Regions from separate parts of the Sus scrofa genome. Here regions 1, 3 and 4 are each linked to region 2. The links are chromatin contacts, called in public Hi-C and promoter capture Hi-C maps. All regions are on one chromosome and are shown on one strand. The core of a region is the stretch at or near the end of the contact, and the rest is flanking DNA. Distances in the headings are between cores, read along the strand shown.

Region 1 (2,700 bases), core at 124-2,623, 240 kb before region 2:
TGCTTAGTCTCTGCTTCCCCAGTGGGCGGGAACTCCTAGCGGCAGGGCCTCAGGATTCTGCCCCTTATGCTGAGCATCTGTAGGGACAGCGTGTTTGATGAGTGGCTCCAGGATGGACGGATGCAAGGGAAGGAGTAAAGGAAAAGAGAGAGAGGGAATGAAGGAAGGAAGGGGCTGTACTGTGGAGGTGAGCAAAAAAAAAAAAAAAATCTCTGTCATGACATCAGGGGAGGCAGAAATAAAAGGGGGAAATGGATAAAAGCAAAATGTCTATTAATACAGACTTGCTGGGGAAACTAGGGAATACTACACAGCAGTTAAAAAGGGTGAGGTTGGAACTCCCTCATGGCTCAGTGGGTTAAGGGTCTGGTACTGCCACTGCTGTGGCTCTGGTTACAGCTGTGGTGCAGCCAAAACAAAAAAACAAAAAAAGCGAGGTGGCGTACACTCATACAGAAAACCTATAAGATGTATTGTTGAGTGAAAAATGCATACACTGATTTGATTTCCTCCAGCTCTGAATGCCGCAGCACCCATGGAGCCAGGGACAAGGCTGGTGGTAGGATCTGGGGCTAAATCCCAAGGAGATCAGCTGACTGCATCTGCTGTCTCAGAGGATATTTCCACCCACGAGGAAAGGAAGGCCTTCCATCAAGGTCTCCAGGCAACCACGATCTTGTGACCCAGCTTCCAGCGTGGCTTTGCACCCCCGGTTCCTTGAAAATACTTGTAGTGATTTTAAGACAAAAAGAATCCAAGGGACATCCCTCAGCTCCTGGCCCCCAGCCGGTGATAAGCATGAAGAGCAGTGCATCCGTGTGGAGCTGCAAAGCTGAGAAGACCTATGGTCTCTTCCTGGCTACAGGTGTCACCTGCAGGATGTTTAAAATATCTCTGAACTCACTGCCTACATCTACATTTCTAGAAATTTCACTGCAATGTCCAAAAATTTCTTTGGCAGCACTGGTCCCGCACAACAGCCAGTGAATTGCTGAAGGCAGGGTGGCCCTTTATTCGGGCTATGTAACCCCAACTGGCTGGAGTCTCAGAGATGACCAAGCCCAAACTCAACCCAGTGAAGACAGCACTGTTCAGAGAGGTCAGGAAACTTGCCTGAGGTCACACTGCAAGGCAGGGGCAGGATGGGAACCAGAACTCAGTATTCCTCAGCCACAGGTCTGTGTCCCTTGCACCTGTCACGATATACTTCTTCACATTCAGAACCCATCACAGCCTTCAAAAGTAGATGATCCACTTGACAGCTGGCTAGAACAAGGATCCTGGGGTTACCCTGAGTCCAGAGCAAAAGCCAACTCAGGCCGAAGGGACGCCTCTGATGACCCAGGGGCGCAAACACACAGCACCATAATTAGCTCAGGCCTGGTCATCAGGACACCTCTTGCTCAATGTTATTCGTTGCTTCATGGTTTCCACATCCAGAGGAATAATACTTCCCTAAAAATCAATTGTCCCCAGCAACCCACCTACACAGTTCTTGGAAAATATGGGTTAAACCTTCTGCCACACACGCAAAACAGGGAACAAAGAGGGTGAGGGAAATTCATCGCCACGTCCTGCACTTTGCATTGTTCGCCCCACAGGTTTTTCAAGTGATCAAGTTCAAATGACCCTATATGTCTTAGGGCTGCCAACACTCGCCAGAAAGGAAGCACCCCAGGCTTTAATAAACGGGATTACTGGGTATCAAGAGATTCTAGATAGCTTCAAGAGGCTGGAGGTGAGGGGAACTGAAGATGGCCTGGAAGGAAGATGCTGGAATAATCTGTTTCTGCCACTGGAGAAGGAGCGGCTGTGCCCTTTCTGCAGCCCGGAACTCTGGACGAGCTGAGACACGGGAATTACAAAACGTCAGTCAAATAAATAGGTGGCCCTAATGGGAACATTTCCCAACCTGCCAGAACAAATAAAGAGAGGGATGGCTCTGGTTTTCAGACGAGGCAGCTTCCAGTGACAGAGATGCCTGGCACATAGGAAGTGCTCTGTAAATATGAAACACACATAGGGTTTCTGATTCCCTGGACTTGGGCCGGAAAGCCCCGTGGACCACTCCTCACTGTCCACACTTGCTCTTTAGATGCTCAGATGACAGACAGATATAGGTGATAGACAGATAATAGAGAGGTAGATGGATAGATGATAGATAATGGATACATAGATGACAGATGATAGATGATAGATGATAGATAATAGAGAGATAGGTGATAGACAGATAACAGAGAGATAGATGAGAGATAGATAATAGAGGGATAGCTGGATAGATGATAGATAATAGATAGATATATAGATGACAGGCAGATAGATAATAGAGAGATAGATGGATAGATGACAGAAGAGACAGATGGTTATGTAGCTAGCTAGCTAGATGAATGATAGACAGGTACCTTAAAGAATGGGCTCCTACAGTTGTGGAGGCTGACAAGTCCAAAGTCCGCAGGGTGGGTCAGGGGAAGAGGTGATGCTGTACCTCAAGTTTGAAGGCCATCTGGAGGCAGAATCCCCACTTCCTTGGGGCCTTCGGTACTTCTCCCTTGAGGCCTTCAACTGATTGGATGAGGCCCACCCACCTCATGGAAGGGAAAATCTGCTCCCCTCAGAGTCTACTGCTGTAAATGTTGTTTTTGTTTTTTTTTTTTTTTTTTTTGGTCTTTTTGCCATTTCTTGGGCCGCTCCTGCGGCATA
Region 2 (2,700 bases), core at 15-2,514:
CGAGGACCAAGAGCTTTAATTTCATTATTCTTTTAAAAAGCCAAACGCCAACTTCTAAGAGGAGCCGGGGGGCGAATTGAAGCGCCGCGGGGATCGGCGGGCGGGACTCGCCGCAGTCTCCGCTGTCACAAATGCGGTAAGCCGAAATTTAAATGCCCTTTCGGAGACGGCAAAAAGTCAGAGGCTGCGGAGCTCTCGCTCCACACGCAATATGTAATTCTTACTCCTAGGAGCTCAGGACGTAAAGGGTTTTCTGCCCACTGCGAAGCATACCCCCCTTCTCCCTCCAAAAGGCAAAAAAGCAATCAAATGCAATAAAGCAAGAATGCCCAGCCGGCCGAGGTCAGCGTTCATCTACATTAAAACAAAAATACACAAAAACAACCAACCCCTCTAAAGGCTACTTTCAAAAAAAAGCACCCCGTTCTCCCTCTGCCTTCCTCTCTTCCTTCTTGACAAGTCATTGCACCCCGACCCAGCTCTGGTTCGTCCCCACCCTACCCCGACCAACCACAACTACTCTGAGAAAAGTGTCAATAGAGCAGGAATGGGAGAAAAGACACCCCAATTCGGGCATTCGACTCATCGCGGATTGAAAGCGGTAGCAAGAAGAAATTAAAAGACAAATAGGTCTGGGTGCTCACCGGGTTTTCCACTATCCGAAGGAAATCCAGCGTCCAAAAAGCGGCGAGGAGCGCCTTTCAGAGGAGCGAGTCGTGGGCAGCGACAGGGAAAAGTGTCTCCCCAAATAGGCAGAATAGCCTCTCCGCGTCCGGAGAGTCGCGTTGTCGCTCGGGTGTTGTAAGTTCCAGTGGAAAGTACCCGCCCGCTGCAGTGGGCAAAGTTTCGTGGATGCGGCGCGGGTGGCGGACCGCTGGCAGGGGTCGGCGGGCAGGGTGGGGTGGGGGCGGCCGGGACGGAGGCGAAGACCCTCTTTCACTCCGGATCTCCCTTCCCCCGGGCGCCCAGAGCGCGACTCAGCTTGCTCGGCCGGCTCTGCTCTTCCACCCTGGAGGGCCCGCCCGCTCGCTCCCTCTGCCTCTCGCTGGAATTACTACAGCGAGTCAGAGAAAGCCCAGAAAACCGGCTTTTATACTGCTAGGAACACCCCTCCCCTCCGTGCTCTTTTTCCCGCCAAGCCTCTGTATAGCCCTGCCCTTCCAGAGGCAGTGGGGAGCCTAGCGGTGGCCGGGGTGCGGCAAAGGCGGCGGCAGCCGAGAGATGCGCAGCCGGAGGGTCCTCAGCCGCGCAGACCCTCGCCTATAAAGGGCCGGTGGGCGGGGATTCGCGAGAGCGGATCTTTTTTTTCTTTTTCCCCCCGCCCTCGGCTTTGGGAACCCGGGAGGGGCGCTTCAGCCCGGGGAGGGAGGGAGGGGTTGGGTGGTTGGGAGGGAGGAGACTCAGCCCTTTGAGCCTGGCACTCCAGTGCGCAGAGCTTTCGGATGTAAACAGAGTAAGAGTGCCGCATGAATTAACTGCGCGCGCCTACCATTTTCTTTTGCTCCCGCTCAAACCCTCTTTCTCTGCTGCTTGCTCCTCTGGCGCAGCGCTCTGGGTGACAAACCGCATACTGGTCCCTTGTGCTTAAATCATCGCGGGCGGAACAGCTGACCCTCCACACTGAGAATACACGGTGTACCCACCGCCAAGCCACGCACGTCCCGGGCCGAGGGGGCGCCTCCCTAAGACTGGGGAAAGGGCAGCGTTTGGAAAATAAGCCCTACGAAGAGAGGAGGAAAGAAGGGGGTATTTGCGGGTGCGCGTTGTGTGTGTGTGGTGTGGGGTAAGTGTAGATGGGGAAAAATGATCAGAGGTGTAGGGAGGAAAATGGTACCTGGAATTATTTTAAAAAACTCAGCAACGCATTGCCACGTATACTTGGAGAGCGAGTTCTGAATAAACACCCACTGCATTTGTTGGGGGTGTTAGGCATTCTGTGTGTACAGCTACCTCGACTGAGCACCTTCCATCTAGAATGAAACCCCTAAATCGCTGCCAAAGCCTCGGTCGACCCCTCACCTCCGGGCTCCGCTGGCGCAGACCGACACAGACCTCCGCGGGAGCCCGCTTGCCCCCCTGGACGCGCTAAGCCCTGAGATCTTTCTGCCGGTTCCGGAGCTGGAGTAAAGGAGGAGCGCGCTTGCGGGTGCGCGCTGCGGGGGACTCTCCGCTCCCTACCCACTCTCTGCTCCCCACCCACTCTCTGCCCTTCTGCACCCTCATCCCACACCCCCGCACCTCTCGCTCGGAGGTCCCAGTTCTGCACCCAGGTTTCAGTAGAGACGAATCCTTTTTGCGCCCCGTGGCGTCGGTTTGCACTACGCTGGGGCTCCCAGGTTGGGGGAAATCGAAGGCGCTAGACGCGAGAATACTGGGGAGGGGGACGCGAGTCGCAGGACCAGACTCCCCAGAAGAGGGAAGGAGACGAGCTGGCGGATCCTGCCTGGGGAGTCAGCATAGTCCCTGGCGACGAAAACCGTTAACTCTTTCCTCCTCGGACAAACTGGACGTTGACTTTCCTTTCTGGGTCTTCTTTGCTTTTTATTATTGGACTCGCGATCATGCACAGAAAAATGCATGGATTCTGATCTAAGGAGAGGAGCCAAGTATTAGGTGCCTTTTTTTTTGGGGGGGGGGAGTACTGTCGAGCCAATTAAAAACTGACGGAACTTAAGGCATTAATGTCTTTGTTCACAAAGT
Region 3 (2,700 bases), core at 107-2,606, 140 kb before region 2:
CTGGGAAGTAGTGATCCCGCCCGCCAGGCACCCAGGAGGGCTTCAGGGAGGAGGTGGCATTTGCAAACTGCTTTCCATGGGGCTCAGAAAGAAAAGGAAGAGGAGCCCCGGAGGAAAGCATGACATGAACAAAAGCAACAAGACCTGAAAAGGACCTGGATGGACGGATACTAACCGGCTGCCAAGGCTCGAGGCCCAGAGTGGGCTAGGGAGTCCGGAAGCCCTTTGGGACGTTTTCCCAGCCCCCGCGTGCTGAACTCGGACTCTCTGCCAGTCCCTGCATCATGTCACCCGTCCCAGTTAGCCTGATCCTCAAGACAATGCCAAGAGACAGATTACCCAGCCAAGGCCTGGAGATGTCACCACTGATTACCTGGTCACGGCTGACGGCTGGCAGACCCTGGGCCATCAGGTACCAAAGCTAGGGAGCTGCCCGTGTGCCCTGTCCAGTGGCTTTTTCTTCTTGCTTTCTGCTGAGGTCATTGTGAACACAGGAAAGGATGCTCGTGGGGAATGAAAGGAGGGAAAGGAAACAGAGAGGGAGGGGAGGAAGGCGGGGAACCACGCCAGGCCTGTGATTCAATGCAGACTTTTCCAAGGGTCCGATTAGCCTGAAAAGACTTTGAAACGCAAACCAACAAAACCAAACACTCTGGGGGCCACGGCCAGAAGGCTCAGGCAGAGGATCTCCGAGACAGTCCTCAGAGGGGACCCTGGAAGGGACTGTGTCATGAGACCGTGTCTTAGGCTGCACTCCCCAGAAACACACCCTGAGATGGGGATTCCTGGGGGCGAGTCCAGGGGGGCGTGTACTCGGGAGAAGGGGAACAAGGGACAGGCAGGCAGGGGCTCAGCAAGGACTGGACACCAGCCCCCATCTGCTCCCAGGGGCAGCTCTGGGACATAAATGGGACCACGGAGTTTACTCCACTATAGCGCAAGGGGGCTGGCCTCTTGTACCCCTGAGTCAGCAGCAGCTGGGGGGTGGCGGGGTGAGCAACTTCCTGGATGAGGCAGCAACTCTCCCGAGAAGGGGCCACCAGACACCAGACCATGAACTTGAACAGCTGGGGGCGGGTGAGTGTGCCGGTCCAGTAAAGGGGGCCCGGGCAGGACACCAACAGCATCCCCTACAATTAGTCATAATTAAATGATTGGGAGATGACCAGGAATGCTAGCAGGCCTGGATTTTTTAGCATTTCCTGCAGAGTCGAGCTGCCGAAGCCAGACAGCAGGCCTGGGCTGAATCAGCCTCTCAAGTGAGTACTGACGCCGAGGGCCCGCGCAGCCCGGGACGAGAGCCGGACAGAGACTGGAGTCTGGAGGGCCAGAGACAAGGAGGGTGCTTCTCTTCTCTGCCCCTCCCTCCTTGAGAGGCTCAGCCTGTGAAATCAAATGAAACGGGCCCAGAACGCAAGCCTCCCCTCCCATTCTTCCTCCCACAAAAGTCTAGCTGGATGGCCTAGGATTAGTTTGGGGTTCTGTCCAAGATGATTATACAATCAGATATTTCCCACCAACTCCAGATGGGTTTCCTATCGTACGCCTGGCATAGAGTTAGTGCTACATAAAAGCTGAGAGGCTTGTCAGCTCTACACATTCTAGCCTCCACCTCGAGCTTAGAGTTGACCTCCCAGGCCTCTTGAGGCATGGCGGAGAGCCTCATTTGTGAGTTTTGCCTCTGCCTCATGATTCTGAACCAACCCCATCGGCGTCTTGATTTTTCAAATAAGGAGTTTTGTTGTGTCCACACATCCAATGACAGAGGCATGGCAAAATGTGGCAGTTCCCATCATGGCTCAGCAGGTTAAGGACCCAAAACTATCTCCCTGAGGATGCGGGTTCAATCCCTGGCCTCGCTCAGTGGGTTAAGGATCTGGTGTTGCCACGAGCTGTGGCAGAGGTCACAGATGCGGCTGTGAGGATCCAGTGTTGCCTTTGCCGTGACTGTGGCGTGGGCCTCAGCTGCAGTTCTGATTTGACCCCTAGCCTGGGAACTTCCATATGGCGCAGGTGTGGCCATAATAAGGAAAAGGAGAAAAAAAAAAAGTGGTCTAGCCATAGGACGGAATATTATTCAGCCATGAAAAGGAATTAAGTATTGACACATGGTACAATTTCCAAGGATGAATCCTGGAAACATTATGCTAAATGAAATGAGCTAGTTTACAAAACACCACATGTACTATGAGACCAAATTATGAAATGCCCCAAACAGATAAATCCATAGAGACAGAAAGTAGGTTGGTGGTTTCCAGGGTTGGAGGAATTGGGGTGACTGCTAATGGATACAAGTTCCTTTTAGGGGTGACAAAAATGATCTTTTCTGTTCCAGTTTGGTTTATCGTGGGGTTTTTTGGCCGCACCCACAGCATGCAGAAATTCCCAGGCCTAGGATCAAACCTGAGCCATTTCAGTGACAACGCCTAGTCCTTAACCACTAGGCCACCAGGGATCTCAATAAAAATGTTCTAAGATGGACTGCAGGTATTACCAGCGAGTTAAGGGCCCGATGTCTCTGTGAGGGTGCAGGTTCAATCCCCTGTGGGTTAGGGATCCAGTGTTGCCACAAGCTGCAGTGTAGGTTGCAGGTGCAGCTCTGATTTGACCCTGGCCCAGGAACTTCTGTATGTCACAGCTTAGGTGTGGCTATAAAAATAAAAATTAATTAAAATTTTAAAAATACAATGGATGGTGGTG
Region 4 (2,700 bases), core at 12-2,511, 190 kb before region 2:
CCCAGAACAGACCGGGGAGCCCTTGCAGAAAGAGCAGTGGCTGCATGAAGTCTGACTTTCTCACCCACACCCGGTATCCAAAAAAATGCAGGCGATCCAGGAAAACATTCCCCGAGCATAGCCTGTGCTCCTGTCACGGTGCCAAAGGCTGGGACTAAAGAGAGAGCCAGACCCAGAGCCTGTTCTCAAAGCACTCACGGTGCAGGGAGGAGAGCGGATAGTCAAGCCAGTCGGGTGCTGCTCCTGGAGACAGAAGGAAACCGAACCCACTGGGGAGATGATAAGAAATGAAGGTTCCAAAGAGTGGCCTTTACTCTAATATTAATTATAACAATTATCAGCCATAACGATAACGGCCAGCTGTGTGGCCAGCTGCTGGATAAACTGGACCGCAGGAGACCCAGAGACGGTTCCATTTGGGGGGGTGGGCAGATTCCCTGCCTCTGCAAAGCCCATCGAAGGCACCGCCGAGGAAGCTGCGTGTCTGCCAGCGTGACAGATATTATCAGAAGAAACAAAATTAGGCACATTTTCCCCTAGACTTACGAATCCCTCCTCTGCATTTGCCCTCATGTCTCTGACATTAATTGAACTCTGTCTTCGCTACTAAAAATAAACCCCAGGTCAAATGCAATGAGCCAAAAACCTCAATATGAAACCACAAGAAACAGTAATAGTAAAATGGGCCAGTTGCAGAGGTGTTTTGAAAATCCGTTTCTGTTTCAAGGGTAGAGTTCCGAGTGGGCCAGGAGATCTTTCAATACTCTGGCCACGGAATAAAGGAAGCGACCTTGACACACACACACCCCGTGGCTAATGACCAGAGCTGGCGCGCGTCCAAGGACACGCAGATGGGTGCCTTCGGATACCCTCTCACTGCAGGCCAGAGAGGGCTGGTTTGGGACGATCAGGCAGGAGCCAAGAGATGTTCCCGGGGGAGGCGGAGCCAGACGAGGAGGCCCTAAAAGCCAGGAAAAAGGCACCCTGTGTGCAGGTGCAGGAAGGAGGCCGGGGCCGGGAGGAGGGAGAGTAACTCGGTGGGCCGGAGCCAGGCAGGTAAGGAGGTGGGAGAGAGGCAAACCACAAGGGCTCTTTTTCACTGACCATGCTCCCCCCCCCCACCGCCCTGCCCCCGGCTGGGTTGTGCAGCTGAGAAAAGAAGCATGGGGAGCTAGAAAGGACTGGCCCAGGGTCGGAGAGAGGAGAGGGAAGTAGGCTAGAATCTCCTAGATAGTACACTGGGCTAGAAGCCCAGATACTGGTACTCGTCTGTTCCACGGCAGGAACGGGGCAAACAAGCCCACGGATGGGAAGGCTGCAGATCCCTCCTGCTGGCGCGCAGCCCGGGTGAGCTGACTTCAGCCAGGGGGGCAGGCACACAGGCTCCGGGTGGGAGGGCAGTGCCTTTAGAACAAGTAGAAGCCACACATGAGCCAAGTGCTTGGGCTTTTCTTAAACCCCACCCCGGGACAGACCAGCCCAGCCCAGGGATGTGTCCAGGACTGTCAGCCTTGAGGTCCTAACATCTACTCCCGCTCTGTCCACCTCCAGCAGCTGAGTTCTGGGGAAATTCCTTTCTCATTACCCCCAGACAGACCTGCCAAGCCTTTCCTCTGTCAAAAGAACCGTTCTCCCAGCTTTCAGATCCTCTACCCCAGCGCCTGGCCTCCCACTGGCTCTTCCACCCCACACCCACCCCCCACCCCCCCAACCCTCCGGCACAGGAGCTCAAGCCCTGCAGGTGCTCCAGGGAGCAGGGATTCCAGAAGAGGCAGCTTTGCATCCGTATACACTTCCGCTTCCCAAGCTGATGGCCTGGACCAGGAGCGTGGGCTTCTGAAACCCAACTGAAGGACTGGTTGAGGGCTCCAGGGGCAAAAAAAAAAAAAGGCGGGCCTGCGAGCTGTACTCACGGCCGCTGCCTGCTGACACTAGAATGTGACACTAGCTAGAGAATAAGCAAGTAGATCACAAAATCCAAGCCAGCGGGAAGGTGAGCACCCAGGCGGCTGAGTAGAGAAAGGCTTCTGCTAATGTCTTATTCACATGCATCTTCCGAGAGTCTCAAGAGACAGTACCCCCTCCAGGAAGCCTCCCGGAATGGACAAGGGCCCATCCCCAGGCCTCCCACACACCTGGTGAGCCTGGAGGACCCTCTGTCTGTCAGGGGCCCACCCTGACCAGAGGGCAAAGCCCCATGCTCTCCATCTCCGTGGCCACTCGGCTCCTGAACGCCCCGGAGGGGGTCGGGGGGATGGAAACGCAACCGCCTTTTGAAAAGGTATAAGGCGCGAGCAAAGAGGACACGCACGCGTGAGCACCGTCCTGGGCTGCTTTCTCCACCTGACTTCTCGCCGTCCACACTTTCTCACCCAACTTCCCACCCTTGCAGAGGTTTCCCGGGTGCAGCAGGGCTCATTTTTCCTTTTCTCGGCACATCGCTTATTCTTTTCAACATCTCATCGAAGGGAAAAAAAACCACACCCGGCCTCCCTCTTGGCGCCACATCTTTAAAAACTTTCTCCCTTTGCTTCCCACTCTGGCTTTTCCTCTCTACACCCGCCTTTTCAATGATTCAGTCCCGTGTTCTTTCAACAGGCCCAACCCTGGGGCATCAGGATGTGTAAGAGGGTTTTTGCTCTAAACAGGCTCACCAGCCGGGGGTCGGGGGGACCGGGGACAACGCAAATGACCTCCTAT

The links. Promoter capture Hi-C pulls out the DNA fragments that hold promoters and counts their contacts. A called contact is a pair of places that touch in the nucleus more often than the background predicts.
Region 1: a promoter capture Hi-C map of liver shows a contact between it and region 2, with 10 times the contacts expected there. A contact is called at or near these places in 3 of 5 promoter capture datasets (fetal liver and liver), 5 of 47 Hi-C or Micro-C datasets (fetal liver, liver and skeletal muscle) and 2 of 2 datasets of targeted methods (alveolar macrophages and skeletal muscle).
Region 3: a contact with region 2 is called in a Hi-C map of mesenteric adipose tissue, with 1.9 times the contacts expected there. A contact is called at or near these places in 4 of 47 Hi-C or Micro-C datasets (embryonic fibroblasts, mesenteric adipose tissue, retroperitoneal adipose tissue and 1 more) and 1 of 2 datasets of targeted methods (skeletal muscle).
Region 4: a promoter capture Hi-C map of fetal liver shows a contact between it and region 2, with 4 times the contacts expected there. A contact is called at or near these places in 3 of 5 promoter capture datasets (fetal liver and liver), 19 of 47 Hi-C or Micro-C datasets (alveolar macrophages, blood, embryonic fibroblasts and 9 more) and 2 of 2 datasets of targeted methods (alveolar macrophages and skeletal muscle).

What each region holds. Positions count from the first base shown.
Region 1 is chr4:12,216,803-12,219,502 of Sscrofa11.1, forward strand. All of the region lies in intron 4 of LOC106509952 (a long non-coding RNA gene), which reads right to left. Among named protein-coding and RNA genes, the nearest start is that of MYC, 240 kb to the right of the region's middle.
Region 2 is chr4:12,459,096-12,461,795 of Sscrofa11.1, forward strand. MYC (MYC proto-oncogene, bHLH transcription factor) reads right to left here and starts at 1,265. Exons shown (of 4, transcript NM_001005154.1): 1 at 645-1,265. The coding sequence starts at 674.
Region 3 is chr4:12,315,760-12,318,459 of Sscrofa11.1, forward strand. All of the region lies in intron 1 of LOC106509952 (a long non-coding RNA gene), which reads right to left. Among named protein-coding and RNA genes, the nearest start is that of MYC, 140 kb to the right of the region's middle.
Region 4 is chr4:12,264,225-12,266,924 of Sscrofa11.1, forward strand. All of the region lies in intron 3 of LOC106509952 (a long non-coding RNA gene), which reads right to left. Among named protein-coding and RNA genes, the nearest start is that of MYC, 190 kb to the right of the region's middle.